Regions from separate parts of the Mus musculus genome. Here all the other regions are linked to region 3. The links are chromatin contacts, called in public promoter capture Hi-C maps. All regions are on one chromosome and are shown on one strand. The core of a region is the stretch at or near the end of the contact, and the rest is flanking DNA. Distances in the headings are between cores, read along the strand shown.

Region 1 (3,195 bases), core at 183-2,682, 300 kb after region 3:
AGGAGGTGGAAAGTGGAAGGGGGGACCCTCTAGAATGTACCAGAAACCTAGGAGGTGAAAGACACTCAGAACTCAAAGGGAGGGACCTTAGATAAAATGCCCAACAGTGGGGAGAGGGAACTTGTAGAGTCCACCTCCAGTAGAAAGACAGAGCATCAAGTGAAGGGATAGGGTTGCCATCCCACAGTCAAAAACTGACCCAGAAATACCTGATCATGTTCCTCTTCCCTCCTCCCTGTCTCCTCTCCCATCTGGTTCCCTCCCTCCCTCCCTCTGCCCCCCATGATTGCTTTAAAAGAAGAACCACAGAGACAAAAATGGAGAAGAGACTGAGGGAAAGGAAGTTCAGTGGCTGGCACAAATTGGGATCTAGCTCAAGGGGAGGCTTCAAGGCCTCACACTATTAATGATGCTATGGTGTGCTTACAGACAGGAGTCTAGCATGGCTGCCCTCTGAGAGCCCCAACAAGCAGCTGAAAGAGTCAGATGCAGATACTGGCACGCAACCAATGGACAGAAGCCAGAGACCCTTGTGTTGAATTAGGGAAAGGCTGGAAGAAGCTGGGAAGAAGGGCGATCCCATAGGAAGACCAGCAGTTTCAACTAACCTGAAACACACACACACACACACACACACACACACACACACACACACACACACACCCGAGATCGCTCAGACACTGAGCCACCAACCAGGCAGCATACACCAGCTGATATAAGGCCCCTGACACATATACAGCAGAGGACTGCCTTGTCTGGCCTCAGTGAGAGAAGGCACAACTAACCCTAGAGAGACTTGAGGCCGCAGGGAGAGGGGAAGTCTGGTGGTGTGGAGGTGAGGACAGGAGGATGGGGACATCTCTTGGAGACAGGGGAGGAGGAATGGGATGAGGAACAGTCAGAGGGCAGACCAGGAGAAGGATAACGACTAGACTGTAAAAAAGATTAATAATATTTTTTAAAACATTGTGATTTGATAATTAAAATTGAATAATAAAATAACTAGATACTTCATATTTTATCTCCATGTATTCTTTTGTCAGAAGCCATAAATTTCTTCTAAAACTCAAATGTTTTATATATTTGATGTAACCATTAGTGTAGCATTAAAACATAACATTTTAAATAATGATAACAGAATGATTGAAGCAACAATTACAGTCTTTGATATATTAATGGATAGAACAATAATTAGCAGTATGAAGCTCTGCTATACCCCTGCTTTACTAGAAAAGAATCTACTGAGTTAGCTAAATCAATTAATCATTTCCATCTGCGGCAGCATGCACACTAGACTGCTCTAGCAGCTTTGCTTTAACAGAGAAAATGGATGTCTCATTTGGTGTTCAACCCATATCAACAGAAAGAACGTACTGAATAAGGCTTTCCAAACAGACTGCTTCTAGAGCCAACAAAGGGCTGGAGGCTGGAACATTAAGGAGAGAAACTTTTCCGGGAGTATCATACTTGGCAGCTCCTGGTGACTGGATCAGACTCAGTACAGAACATTCTTGTTTTACTTGTCTATATTTTCATAAAAACGATTTTCCATTCCAACACTTATATACATCTATGCATGGCAGTGTGAGAGCATTCCCTGACTTTTGATACATATGGTGTGCATTCAGTGACATCATTCCCCACTACACTTGCCAAGTTTAACCTCTTGCACAGACCACCAAAACACACTCACAGTCCCTATGGGACTGGAAGGAGTAGTTCCTGCAGAATGGAGAGGTTATTAATGCTTCGTCCATATAACTATACCCTCCCTATCCTCTCATAAATAAAACCTTTGTAATCTTATAATGTATCCAGCTTTCATTAACCCTTCAGTGTTGTTTCTTACAGTGAGTGTGAACACCCACTTGGTAGCTGTGTGCTACAGCAGGTGCTGTTCGCTGCATCTCTGTTGAAGAGATTGCAGAGTGGATTTTATTATGAAAACACATGGAAATTACTATGTGAATTGAAAATCATAATTCATGTAATTGATAGTTTCATTAATGACTGTGAAATAAAAATCAAAGCAGCTTTTCTACAAAGAAAGCTTTTGATAATGACCTGATTTTCTAATCTAAAGTTACACATCCTGTTTACAAACTTTTTAGATGACTATATAAGGGATTCTATGATCCTTCAAGATAGTTAAAAAAAAAAAAAAAAACCTTCATGGTTATTTGCAAAGATCCCTCTGAATTTTTTCCTTGATAAAGGGTCTATCCATGTACTCCGGACTGACCCCAAATGTGTGGCAATTCTGCTATCTTAGCCTCCCTGTGCTAGGGCTGCACAAGTGCCACCGCACATGGCTCTTAATTCCTTTTCAGTCCCCAAATGTGTGGCAATTCTGCTATCTTAGCCTCCCTGTGCTAGGGCTGCACAAGTGCCACCGCACATGGCTCTTAATTCCTTTTCAATCAGTAAAATCCTTGGCGTGAAGTGAGAAGCAGCATCACGCACATGAATAACTTCTAAGCCCTCATCACATGTGCAAGTATAGAAAAGTAAACAAGAAGAAATTGCTGGCAGGTAGGGCGGGCGGGGATGTGGTCTTCTTCACCTCACCCTGTTTACTGAGGTAACTCAGCAAACAGCAGAGCTCCGCAGCTCAAACCATTCAGGGTTTTAAGGTAAATGTCAAGTAACCTAATGTTTGAGCCGTGCTGGAAGTGGAGCTTTGTCTGAAGTTTCATGCAGTCTTCATACAGCCATCCCACAATGCATGTCTTCATACAGCCATCTCACAATGCACGTCTTCATACAGCCATCCCACAGAAGGCAGGGTGTACGTCTGTCTGATCACTACAGGACATGCCGAATTCAGAAGCAGTCACAATTTGGTCAATTTAAAAATAAGTCAAATATTATAAGACAAAATTGAGGATTTTGTGGGGTGAGGAGACTTGGGTCTCACTATGTCGCTCTGGCAGTCCTGGAACTATGAAGACCAGAATTGCTTCAAACTCAAAGAAATCTTCCTGTATGGGTATCTTGATTGCTGAATTAGAGGTGTGCACCACTACATCCTGCTAAGATCTAATTTTTATACTTTTTGTCTACTGAAGTTTTTCTAACACAAAGCCTCAAATTTGTTAGTCACAGCTGACTTTGAACTTGTGATTATCCTGTCCCTATCTATCTCCAAGTACTGAGATCACACGTGTGTGCTGCCATGCCCAGCTCACATCGTTT
Region 2 (2,848 bases), core at 154-2,653, 370 kb after region 3:
CTGGGGATGCTGTTGAGTCAAGCACAGGAGACTGGCAGAATGGAAGGTGGCTGACTCCTCACAGAGAACTCACACAAGAAACACACCATCATACAGAGTCAGTAAGGAATAATTCGTGTCTGCATAGGAGCCCCGCCTAGGCATGACAGCAGGTTTTCCCAGACTTCCTCCTCATTTGTCAAAACAGGAACCTGACAAGAGGAAAAGCAGCAGGAGCTGGGTGCTCGGGTGGCGGGTGGCGGGTGGCAGGTGGGATATTTTCTCAGCAGACCTGCAATCTGAAGTTCAATCCCAGCATAGGAGCAAAGCCCTTTTTCTCAACAGGACACAAGATGAGAGACCCAAAAAGCTGTTTTGTAATTCCAGCACTTGGGAAGGCAAGGAAGGAAAAGCAAGAATTCAAGGCCAGCCTCAGCTATAAAGCAAGTTCAAGGCTAGCCTGGGCAACAAGAGACCCTGTCTCAATAACAAAGAAGGCGAGGAAGGAAGCCTAATTATACTTCCAGATACCTGATTCCTGCGGCTCCAGCACTAGGGCCATGGAGAATGGAACCTGTATGATAAGATCCTCTCACAGTATAAGACTTTGAAGCATGGATGATATGTTTACTATCTGTGCAGGGCACCCAGTGCTGTGGGTAGGTTAAAACAGGGTTAGATTCTCTAGACTTAGCATTACGATTTTCTACTTAGCATACTTGTGTTTAAAGCTGACAGCCAAGCTCAGTGGCAGGTAAGAAACAGACCTCAGAGAATCTAGCAGGAATACAGAAGCCAGCATGGAGGACTGATCACAGGAGACTCAAAGAAAGAACCTATAATTCTTTCAGGTTTGAGATTGTAAGAGGTGAGACTCCATTGCCGTGTTCTTCATGGGTCCCTGTAACTTTCGCTTTGTACATCCATCTTCCTGCATCAGCGAGCACCCACAGCTTCCCGGCATGGACTTGGAAACACTGCCGAGTGCTGGTGAGAGACTTCCACCTTAATAAGGCTCGAAATGACCAATAAAACATTTAGGGGGATGGTACGTAAGTGCAATGTATGCGGTGTTCTTTGTCTAATTATGTCTGTCTGTCTGTCTACCTGCCTGCCTGCCTGTATCTGTGCATGCCATGGAGTATGTGTGGAGGTCAAAGAACTTGTGGGAACTGGATCTCTCCTTCTTCCATGTGAGTCTTAGCAATCAAACTCAGATGGCCAGGCTTCTCAGCAAGCTCCTTCACCCTCCGAGTCATTCTGCCAACAGTAATGTGGTTTTTGTAAAGAACAAAAAACAAAAAAAAACTGGCCATAGCGGGCTGCAGCAGGAAGATTGCTTGAGCCAGGAATCGGGGCCTAGCCTGGCCAATTCAGCCAGTTCCTGTCGAAAAGAAGAAAAACAAACTCCACTCAAGAGGCGGAGACAGAAGGGTCACGTGAGTCCAGTATTCCCAGACTTGCCAGGGTAACAAGACAGGGGCTGTCTCCTAACAACAAAAAAGAAAGAAAAGGAAGAAGGGGGATTGAGGAGGGGGTGAAAAGGCAGAAGGGAAACGGAAGCAAAGAGAGAGGGAAGGAAAGGAGGGGGAAGAGAAGAAGCTGCTACGTGTGAGGTCGGGAACAGGCAAGCAGGAAGGATGGCCGCTGGAGTGCGGAGAGTTAGCGAGAGGGTCCACCGAGCTGTAAACAGGCTGTGGAGACATTGTATCAAACACAGAAATCTAGAATAAATAAACTTTCTAGCTCTTAGAGGAAAGTGAGGAGGTGGAAGAGAGAAAAGAAAATCTTCTAACTGGAGGCTAAAAGAGAAGAGGATTCTTAGTTACTCTGGCAAGAAGTAACTCCAGCACCTACTAAGCGTGCATTATGGGTTCTCATAAACTAATGAAGAGACTGAGAGAACCAGGAAAGAGAAGCCGGTGTCAGACCCTTGTGCTACAGCCCTGTGACTGCCACAGATATCGAGTCTTCCTTACAAAGTAGGTGAGGACCACTTATCTCCAACAAGGCTCCCCACGCCTACGAATCAGATGCAACAATGGGCTTCTTATCTGTCAGATACCACTTACTCCAAAGAAAAGGTATTTAAAAGGACCCAGATTTCAAATATAACTAACTTCACAAGACTTTCATTTCTTTTGCAAATATAACTAACCTTTATAAGGTTTTTCTCAAGATCTCAATAAAAATACCGAGTAATAGATCATGAAGTCATGAAGCCTTTTACACAGGATTGAATTCTTAAAACTTTGAAGTAAAACTCGTCAGAGGTGAATAAGAGCCAGGTCCACGTGTCTTCTCACAAACATACAAAGGAGCCCAAATTAGCCTCCTATAGCAACACTTCGTATACTTCCTATATTTTGAGACAAGTTACGACGAGTGACAATGATACTTACATGATTTAGTTTCTTCAAAATTTCTATTTCAGTTTCCACACTGGGAGCTGTGTCCTTAAATAAACAAGGATAGCATTAGAGTACAACAGTAATAATAAAAATACAGTTAAACTTCATTTAGAATGGCTGAGTTACAAACCAGGCTCTGCTCAGACAGCAGACGCTAGACTACATATTTATGTAAAATAGACTTCAGCTAAGAAACCCAGATTTTAAATCTTTTATTTTTTATTTTTATTTTTTAAGATTTATTTATTTATTTATTGTGTGTACACTGTCGTTATCCTCAGACACAGCAGAAGAGGGCATTGGATTCCCATGACAGATGGCTGTGAGCCACCATGTGGTTGCTGGGAATTAAACTCAGGACCTCTGGAAGAGCAGTCACTGCTCTTAACTGCTGAGCCATCTCTCCAGCCCTAAAATCTTTTATAAATTTTTTTTTCACTTTATTTTATGTACATTGA
Region 3 (3,137 bases), core at 462-2,961:
GAAGAGGATTTTAAATTTTTATTGGTGTGTGTGGGCTGGGTGTGCACTTGCTCACATGTCTGCAGGGGATTGTGGAGGCCAGAAGAGGCTGCTGGGTACCCTATGGGGGAAGTTAGAGGTAAGCTGCCCAGTGTGGATGCTGGGAACTGAACTCAAATCCTCTGGTTTTCCCTGCTGAGCCACATTCAGCCCCAATCTTTAACACTTCTGAGCTCATGGCTCAGCACTCTAACATCCCAGCATGCTGCAGCACAGACCCAGTCCCAGCCTGTGCCCAGGCTGCTCCTCTGGAGACAGGCCTCACTGGTCTCATGAGGAATCCCCGTTTCCTGGCACACTGTTCTCAGTAACCAAACAGCCAAGGGCTGAGTTTGAAGCAGACGTCTGTCCACCCACAGCCAGTGTGTCAACACACTCCTCTTCAGCAACAGGGACTCCCTATGAGAAAGGGGGAGAGGTTATACCCTCTGCCCTAACTAGAAACCGCCAAGGACAGTAAGCCCAATGACCACACATCCTGATCTTACCTCTCCACTGAAGGAGGAATGTGGTTTTATACTAACCATGGCAACAGTGCACAACATGAGAATCTGAGAAATCAAGAGATCTGCCCTGTGGGTGAGCGGGAATCTTGACAGCTCTCAGGCTACACAGGCAGGGACTCTGGGTGCATTAGACAGGCCAGCAGCCCTGAGAACTCCGCAGCTGCTGAGACAGTCATGGAGGGTGCTTTAGCTCCTGGAACAGAGCTCTGCGTACCTGGTGCTGAGCCTCCTCCAGGTTTCCACTTGCCCAAAGGGAGAGACCAAGACCATGGCGAATTTTTGCTTCATCTTCTCTTCGACCCAGTTGCTCAGCTAACCTTAAGCCTGAAAGCAGACAGAGAATCGTAAGGAGAGGTGACAGGGACCGACTGGCGATTTTGCTTTGGATGCATGTAAGGAAGGCTGTGGGACATGCCAAATCAACCCCGGGGCGAGGACGCTTCCAGTGTTACAGGAAGTGAGGAGGTGCCGCAGCAGGAGCCCAGGTCACGGCTGTTGGCAGTGGATAGGTTGGTAGGGTAGGCAGAACAGGAAAACCAATGTTCCCTGACCCGGCTGCCCTCGCAGATGCAAAACGCTTGGCTCTGCAAATGAAAAATCCTGGCTGATACACTCATATCCCCAGATCTCTGCCTGGGAAAAGCTTTTCCTGACAGCCAGCTACAGAGGCTAAGACCACATGCCTTTCTGTCTCCCCCGACACTGTCCAGGCAGTGCTGATGAGAGGCTCGTGAGTGTCTCTTGAAAGCAGAACGGTGCACAGCTGGACCCTGCTCCTGTGACTGAAGCCGCCGACACGCTCTGGGTCCCATCTGTGATGTGCCTCAGCGGGGTTGCAAAGCAAGTGCTACTGTGGGCTGGAAGGCTGAGTGGCTGCCCTCATTTCCATGGTCTCCACAGAGGCACCTGCAGTGGGTCACTCACTCACAGCAAGCTTTGGGTTTTCAGGACACCAGCCGCCTCTAGGGCTTTGTGCGGCTAAGTCTAACAGCCACAGTTCATCATATCGGTCACTACATTGGTCTCTGACACTCTGCCTGCATTCCAGGGTTCTCTGCACATGAGCCACTGCATGGCTCCCAGAATTCCACTGTATACATAAGCCAGGGTTCCTCTCTCATCTAAGTCAGGGCAGGAAGCCAGCGCCAAGCACTATGGGCTGGTGTGATTCCTGTTTTTTTTAAAGGCCCTGAGTCAGCTGAATGGCTGCTGTGAGTCACCGCTCAGGGGTCTGCCTCCTAATTTATGATGCATTTCAAAACACACGGCTCAAAGAGTTCAGAAATAGCATTCTGAGTCTAAATCATGCCAGTGGGCAACAGAAGAGTTTGTAAATAATTCACATGAGAGACAAGGGTTCTCGGGAGAACCAGGGTGGCTCTGGGTGTGACGACTTTCAAAGCGCCCACTGCACTGACCCTTAGTGCAGAAGTCTGGCAAGTCCTTGGTCTGAGTCAGAAGAATGGTTCTTTGGGCAAACCCCTTGGAAGACAAATTCTGAGAGAGAGGGACCTTGCTTGGTTCCAAGTGTATCCCTAGCAAGAAGGGTGTCCACAGACCACAGGGAAGACGTACTCGAACTGCCTTCGGGGAGCCTGCACATTCCACTCTGCATGGCCAGCTCTCCTGCACTGCAGTAGAGCCTCAGGGAGTTGCCGGATGGAGCCTACTTCCTTTGCTGGTTTCCAGAGTGAGAAGGGCTGGGTGGAAAGCCCTGGAGTTAACCCGTGTCAAGCCACACCATCTGGGAGTTGTTTAGACTCAGACCCACACAGCATTCCATTGCACAGGGCAGACAGGGCAAAGCTGGGGTGACTCCCAGCTGAACTGGCCCTCTGCTGCAGGTCTGCAGGACCTCCTGCCCGGCTTGTGGAGAACGCCATCCTGCACCTTACAGTGTCCCGAGCCTGCTCGGAGTGCACTAGAGACCCACAAACCCTGTCTGCCACTATGGGGAGTTTTCAAATACCAGTTTTTATAGTTCTCTGAGACTTGTCACAAGAGACAACACAAACAACGTGCAGAGTTTTCCACTGATACAGACTTCTGTGACAGTTGACCCAACACAGCCAGCTGCTGCCGGGAAATGGCATTTCAGAAGGGGATTAGTAGTAAGGTCCCTGCTGCAAACCCTCAATTCTGGGTCTCACACATTCAGACAAAAGCCATTGCTAGGCACTGGGGCCGTTAAAATACTAGAATGTCAGCAAAGCTAGGGGCCCACGGGAGCCATAGAGGTGGGACAGTGACTGCAGCTTCAGAGCTTCCCCACTGCAGGCCTGTGCTGAGCCACGGCCAGCCTGGAAGTATTGTTCACTCAGCCTCCTGCTTCCCACCCTGGGGACGTCCCCTGAGGGACAGGAGGGTATAGCTGCCCCAACCCTGCAGTTTCTGTGAGGTCAGAAACAACTCCAGACAGGGGCTGAGCCCACTCTGCAATGAACTAACTTAAGGGTCGGGGTCAAACTGCGGTGCTTCTCCAAGCCTCGGTGACATAGCTACAAAGACAGGGAGACATGGAATAGTTCTTGGGCTGTGGGTGCAGCTCAGTGTAGAGAATCTGCCTAGCATGTGAAATGAGCTGACATGTGC

Evidence for each region. Capture Hi-C pulls out chosen DNA fragments and counts their contacts.
Region 1: a promoter capture Hi-C map of adipose tissue shows a contact between it and region 3. The contact joins two enhancer-like sites. A contact is called at or near these places in 2 of 484 Hi-C or Micro-C datasets (bone marrow-derived macrophages and uterus), 2 of 115 datasets of contacts at active chromatin or transcription factors (embryonic basal ganglia and vascular smooth muscle cells) and 2 of 9 other capture datasets (adipose tissue and liver).
Region 2: a promoter capture Hi-C map of adipose tissue shows a contact between it and region 3. The contact joins two enhancer-like sites. A contact is called at or near these places in 1 of 39 promoter capture datasets (neural stem cells), 1 of 484 Hi-C or Micro-C datasets (bone marrow-derived macrophages), 16 of 115 datasets of contacts at active chromatin or transcription factors (the SCID.adh cell line, bone marrow-derived macrophages, craniofacial prominence and 10 more) and 3 of 9 other capture datasets (adipose tissue, macrophages and pancreatic islet).

Annotation. Positions count from the first base shown.
Region 1 is chr5:110,926,823-110,930,017 of GRCm38.p6, reverse strand. The region is part of intron 2 of Ttc28 (tetratricopeptide repeat domain 28); the gene reads right to left. Among named protein-coding and RNA genes, the nearest start is that of Ttc28, 49 kb to the right of the region's middle. Within about 2 kb of position 1,432, at least 8 of the 459 cell types and tissues checked have an H3K27ac peak or open chromatin away from gene starts, as enhancers often do. A contact at or near this core is called in adipose tissue, where this site is marked.
Region 2 is chr5:110,857,961-110,860,808 of GRCm38.p6, reverse strand. Chek2 (checkpoint kinase 2) reads right to left here. Exons shown (of 15, transcript NM_016681.4): 7 at 2,382-2,435. Among named protein-coding and RNA genes, the nearest start is that of Chek2, 19 kb to the right of the region's middle. Within about 2 kb of position 1,403, at least 89 of the 459 cell types and tissues checked have an H3K27ac peak or open chromatin away from gene starts, as enhancers often do. A contact at or near this core is called in adipose tissue and neural stem cells, where this site is marked.
Region 3 is chr5:111,227,080-111,230,216 of GRCm38.p6, reverse strand. Ttc28 (tetratricopeptide repeat domain 28) reads right to left here. Exons shown (of 23, transcript NM_001267622.1): 9 at 760-869. Among named protein-coding and RNA genes, the nearest start is that of Gm35628, 6.2 kb to the left of the region's middle. Within about 2 kb of position 1,711, at least 123 of the 459 cell types and tissues checked have an H3K27ac peak or open chromatin away from gene starts, as enhancers often do. A contact at or near this core is called in adipose tissue and neural stem cells, where this site is marked.